Regions from separate parts of the Columba livia genome. Here region 1 is linked to region 2. The links are chromatin contacts, called in public Hi-C maps. All regions are on one chromosome and are shown on one strand. Each heading gives the region's core, a stretch centred on a gene start, on an enhancer-like site or on the middle of the called end of the contact. The rest is flanking DNA. Distances are from core to core; before and after follow the strand shown. Region 1 has its middle 8.7 kb from the start of FABP7. Region 2 holds the start of SERINC1 (serine incorporator 1).

The links. A called contact is a pair of places that touch in the nucleus more often than the background predicts.
Region 1: a Hi-C map of crop shows a contact between it and region 2, with 3 times the contacts expected there. The contact joins the enhancer-like site here to the promoter of SERINC1 in region 2. A contact is called at or near these places in 2 of 2 Hi-C or Micro-C datasets (crop and liver).

The regions. Positions count from the first base shown.
Region 1 is chr3:54,217,952-54,221,043 of bColLiv1.pat.W.v2, forward strand. No RefSeq gene overlaps it. Among named protein-coding and RNA genes, the nearest start is that of FABP7, 8.7 kb to the right of the region's middle. Within about 2 kb of position 1,465, at least 1 of the 3 cell types and tissues checked has an H3K27ac peak away from gene starts, as active enhancers do.
Region 2 is chr3:54,136,534-54,139,504 of bColLiv1.pat.W.v2, forward strand. SERINC1 (serine incorporator 1) reads right to left here and starts at 1,537. Exons shown (of 10, transcript XM_065056770.1): 1 at 1,232-1,537. The coding sequence starts at 1,270.

The DNA of each region.
Region 1 (3,092 bases), core at 215-2,714, 81 kb after region 2:
TTTAAGAGACCTCAAAACCAGCTGGGAGGCAGCTGCTTCAGAGAGAAAATGCAAAGAGAGTGTGAGCTGGACTGGTGAGAAGTCGACAGTCTGCAGCTAATATGAGACGTTCACTCCAAGGGTATTGCTAAGGGTGCAGTACCTTGGTGTCTGCGTGTGTTCAGAATGTTGTGTGATTGCAAACAGGAGACATCTCGTGTCACTGCGAACACTACTTCAATGGCTTATCTCAGCTTGGGAAAGCACTGCCAGCTGAAGCCACCCCACAGGGCTGCTGTTCGGAGACATGCGGTGCTCCTTACTGCTGCTCTGTGTTGCTCAACCCTCGGGCAGGTAGCCCAGCACGCCAGCACGTCGCCTTGGTTATGGGACCCAGTCCTCTCGGTGGAAGCTCACCCACACTGCACGGACAAAGGAAGGATGTCGGGCTTTGGACTGAGGGGTGAACTCACCAAAAGCCTTTTCAGCCTGTAAATTCTGTCATAAAACAGGTGTCTAAGTTTGGCTTGCAACCTACGCAGCTGTAGATACCGGGTCTGCGATTTGGGTTAGGGTGTCAATACTGCCATAGATGACTGATTTTGATGTTTCTTTTTTAAAGAAGAGCTTAGTTTCACCTTCTATTAAGCTGTTCTGCTTTGGATATTAATCAGAAATAAATGCTCAGAGCTGCTATATTATGACTTTGGTTCATTTCCCTGTTCAGCCTGGTGGGGGCCAGTCCGTATTGCAAGAGGGCCCAGAGCTCTGTCCTGTGCCACGTCCTAACGCCAGACCACCACAACTTAGATCTGATGGAAAATGGTTTTCTGGCTGGAGATACAAAGCTTGGGTGCTGTCAGCTTTTCTGGATTAAACATATATTCAGCAAATACCTGCAATATAAAGGGACCTGATGTGAAGATTTAGTCAATCCTTACTAGTGCTTTATTGCTGGGAATCTGCTGGGCACCGACGCATGCTATAAATCCAGTACTTACCATAAAATGTACAGAAAAGCCAATCTGAGAAGGAATGGTTTAACCTTCCTACATATTTCATTTTTTTCCAGATCCCTTGGGCATATTTGTAAATCAGCAGGGCAAACAAAAAAGGAGCATGTAAACTGCTACTAATCTCTAGCAGTATTCCAAAATTCTAATTCTAATAATGCTCCTTTTTTTCTACGGGGACAAGAGCAGCTTTCGCCCGAGGGCTCCGCAGCCGTCGAGGCCGACAGGGAGTCAAGCCGCCCCCCACGGCGGACACAAGATGGCGCCCGAGCCTGCGCCTTCCTCGCAGGATCGCCACCCTCCGCCTCTCGGCCCGCAGCGCCTCGGAAGCGGCAAGGTTGGACCTCCTTCGCTGTCAGCCGTAACGGGAAAAAGAAGGGAAGCCGCAGCAACGCCCGACGCCGGTGGGAAGAAGGACGGGGCTCCCGGGGAGCCCGTCGCTGAACACCCGCCCCGCTGCGTCCAAGGTGTCCCGCCCAGACGCTGCCCCTTGAGCTGCCCCGGCGACTCATCGTCCGAATGGCTCGTGGGCTCAAGACAAGCTGCTGAATTAACTGTGATTAAGTTACAAAAGACGTACCCATCATTAACCAGTTGACATGATAAATGCTTTCCGACCACCTGCAAAACGAGGGGATATTTTTCTAGTTTTAGATGACAAGAGGGAGACAGAAGATTAAATGATACATTATTTAGAACCAAAATGCTTAGTTTATATTTAACTAATAATTAATAGATGTATTGTAAGTAAGAAACTAAACAATTATAACTAAAATCATCAATTATTTCTTACTATAGAGGCACTGTATGTCAAAAATTTCAAAAACTGTAAGGCACATGTAATAATTATGTGAACATAAGCAACGCAAGAGCATCCAGTCTTTGGAGCCCTTATGGAGGATGATCCCCAGTGTTCCCCAACACTGATAAAATAAAGAATGACGCTTAACAATATAATTGACTCTGCTGTTGTTTCTTCGTTTCACCATGACTCCCGGCAGCTCCAAAAGCCTGGGGGAGATGGGTGCAAATGTGCTGCCCTTTTCCCCCACCATCCCCTTCTGGGCTGCACGAGCAGACGGGGGGCAGGTGGATCCCCCTCAGGGGCGGCTTCCACACAGGTCATACCAGCACCCGCTCAGCTAAATAAGCAGGCTATTCACAGAAAACACGACTTCTTGCTCCCCAGTTTAGCTGCTGCTCCTGCAGGCCGCCCATTCCCCAGCAGCACCCCTGTGGCCCAGCAGCCACAGCAGAGCGACCGGCTCTCCCCGCAGCCGCTCGGGCCGCCTCTGGCATCCAGCAGACAGCAGGGGCTGGGCAGTGGTGTCCTGTGCACTGAGGAGGAAAAGTGCCCTTTAAGTGAAAAAACAGGAAAACTACCATAGACACATTATGGGAGAGCTACAGGTTTTGAACATGCTTGTTTCTCCCACCAGTTTTGTACCCGTCTTCTACTTCACTGCTTGACAATTCCATCACTTCCATTCCTTCATCACTGTGAACTTGTCATCTAACTCCATACAAAGTTCACATCTATCTACTCACTTTTTTCAGGGCTCAACCCTTATTTCACTCACTTATACTTCCATATGCCAAACATCAACTGTTAGTGCTTTAAACACCCAATATAAGAAGTAGATATCTTTAATTGCCTCTATATTCAGTAAACTGAGATGATTGAGATGATTGAAGGACAACTCATTGCTATTCCTCCCAGCAAGTACTGGGTAGAGATCTTACATATCCAACAGACTCGTTAAAGAGCCTTGAGGCAGTTCTTGAATAATCTTTGTCTTGAGCACTGGGAGAACTGCTTCTCTAGAAAAAAAAAAGCATGTGATTATGCAAGTAGAGATGGTGTTGCAATATCAGAAAGTGCTGAAATAAGTTTCTTTCAAGCAGTTCTTTCAGACAGCCTTTGAACTCTTGACTTCCATTTTTTTTTTTTTTTTTTTTTTTTTTTGACATGGGCTGATGTGAATGGAAAATTCTAGGTAAATTTATAATGGAAAAAATTAAATGCTGACATGTAAGAAGGAGTATATTTAAGGGTGGAGGGGAGAGAGAGGACAATGAGATGGGGCTAAAGGCATGAAA
Region 2 (2,971 bases), core at 287-2,786:
GGTCTACGTGCTTATTTACAGGCAATCTGCCTGGAAGCTTAGCTCTAACAGATCTATCACTTTGATGATAATTTCACAGAATGTGCACAGGAGATTAAGGAGTTAAGTATCATCTCTCTAATTAAATACATGGGGAACCAAAGCTCATATATATTGATAGCACAAAACAGAGCAGTTTGGATCAATACACAGTTGTTAGATCATTAAATTGTGTCTGTTTGAACTCCTGTTTAAATACACATAATTCCATTTAATCCAAGTATGGCATCATATTTTTAGTATGGAAAATGCAGGTTTTCACAACCCAACTAACATTTCAAACTCAAATATCTGAAGAGTCACGATCCATCTGATTGTGTCTATTTGCATTGGAAGTAGATTTTGAAAGACATATCACTTCAAGATAAGACAGCAATGCCTCAACTGCAAAGAGGACTACCATGCAGGATCTCTACCGACTTCTATGTTTTTATGGACAGTACTAACAGTTTTAAAACCACTTCAAAGTATGTTTTCCCGTTAAGGAAAATGCGCTGTCGATGCTCAGCATGGGGCTGACACATCACCACGATCCACTGTGCAGTGAGAAAACGAGCCCTCGGTAAGACAAAGATGCTACAAGGGGTGGAGCTGCTCAAGACAAAGCCGTAAGAAAGAGGAATTAAATACAATCACTAAGACCAAGGCAACACGAGAGTTTTGCTCTTCCCGAAAAGAAACGCCGAACTTCCTAAGCGTTTAATGAGATTTTGAGTCCTTTACAAATTTGGAGAGGGGGAATTTTAGCTGACACAGTAACGCCTCCCGCACAGTAAGGCGGATTCAGCAGCAACCAGCAGCGCGACAAGCCGCTCTAAGTCAGCACGAAGCCGCCCATGGCCCCAGCGAAACGGCTTCGGCAGATCCCTGGGGAGACCCCGGAGACACTCGAAATGGGAGACCAGGGTGGGGGCGCGGCCCAGGGCCCGCGTCCTCCAGCCTGCCGGGGGTAGCGCCCGGCCCCGAAGCAGCGGGGGCGGCGGCCGCTCAGGGTGCAGAGAGCTCGGGGGGGTGCGGGTGGGGAGGCAGCGCCACAGACACTCCTGGGAGACAAAGCTCCGGGGCGGGGAAACGGGGAGGGGGACGACGTGCGAGGCCCGGGGAAGGGGTGGCGGGACACCGGCCGCAGGCTCCGGGCCTGCGACGTACAAAGAGGGGTAAGGAAGCACCACCCGCCTGCCCCCCGCCTTACCCAGCTCGCCATGGAGCAGAGGCCCAGGACGCCGCCCATGGTCCGCGGCGGGATCCGGCTCCGGCTCCTCAAAGATGGAAGCGCGGCGGCCCCGGGTTGTTTACCGCTCCCAACGGCGCTTCCGGGTGCTGTGACGGTATCGCACGTCACTTCCGGCAGGAGGGAGACAGGCAGCCGTCTCCGCTGCAGCCTCCTTTCATTACGGGTCCGAGAGCGGTGGCGGTTGGGCCGCGTTGTCCCTGCCCTTGTGACTGGGGAAGGCGCCGGCCTGCGGGGCGTACCGCTGCAGGGGGCGGCTGGCCCGCGGCCTCGCTGGTCAGACCCCCGCACAGGCGCCGGCAGCCGCTGCCATGTGTTAGAAGGATATAAAATGGTTAGTAGTCGGCCTGCGCTTCTTCATTGCCTTCATTGCCCTTAGATGGGGTGTGGTTAGTAGGTCGATACAGGTTCTACTCCCCCTCTACTCTGCCCTGGTGAGACCACACCTGGAATGTTGTGTCCAGTTCTGGGCCCCTCAGTTCAAGGACAGGGAACTGCTGGAGAGAGTCCAGCACAGGGCAACAAAGATGATTAAGGGAGTGGAGCATCTCCCTTATGAGGAAAGGCTGAGGGAGCTGGGGCTCTTTAGCTTGGAGGAGACTGAGGGGTGACCTCATTTATGTTTATAAAAATGTAAGGGATGAGTGTCAGGAGGATGGAGCCAGGCTCTTCTCAGTGACAACCAATGATAGGACAAGGGGCAATGGACACAAACTGGAACACAGGAGGTTCCACTTAAATATGAGAAGAAACTTCTTTATGGTGAGGGTGACAGAGCACTGGAACAGGCTGCCCGGGGGGTTGTGGAGTCTCCTCTAGAGACGTTCAAAACCCGCCTGGACACCTTCCTGTGTAAGCTCAACTGGGTGTTCCTGCTCTGGCAGGGGGATTGGACTAGATGATCTTTTGAGGTCCCTTCCAACCCCTAACATTCTGTGATTCTGTGATTCTGTGGCTGCTGCGCTGTGGCTGACAGCGGCACCATCATGTTTTGGTCAGCTCCCCTGACGTGTTAGAAGGATATAAAGTGCTTAAGAGTTGGCCTGTGCTTCTTCATTGCCTTCCCAGGCATATCTAGAGCAGGGAGTGCCGGAGAGGGGGAAGATGTTGCCTGGAGCGATAGGCTGGCTGCCCTACAACAGCGGGTGGTGCTCACAGAATTGCCCAACACTTTCCAAAAACAGCTAATGGGCTAGAGCTGGGTGACTGTAGCCTCCTTACCTGAGGACTACTAAATGGAAGGCTTCATCCCGTAAAACCCATATAAAACCATATAAATATTTCAGTGCATCCAATCTCATTAGGCCCCACCTTTCTTACAAGTACTGGTAAGAGTCTTGAGCCTGCAGGACCTTCTGGCTGTCGTGGTGGTGCTATGTAGAAGATTAACATGGTCCAAAAAAGAAAAAGTCAAAAGAAGAAAATGGTCCAAAAAGAAAAACTATTCCTCAAACTTTATCTTCATAAAACAATCACACAATCAAGGAACAGGAAAAGTACATTTTAATAACATATACATAATAATACCAAGGATACTGTCTCAGCTGAAAAAATACAAGTTTCATTTGGCAAATGTGTTTTAGTATTCAAAAGTAGGCACTTAACAAGGATAAATAAGCAAACTGATTTTTTAAGTATGAGGCAGAACATTTTGTATGGAATAAACAGTATGTAACTTAATTTTACAAATTAAGAAACGTT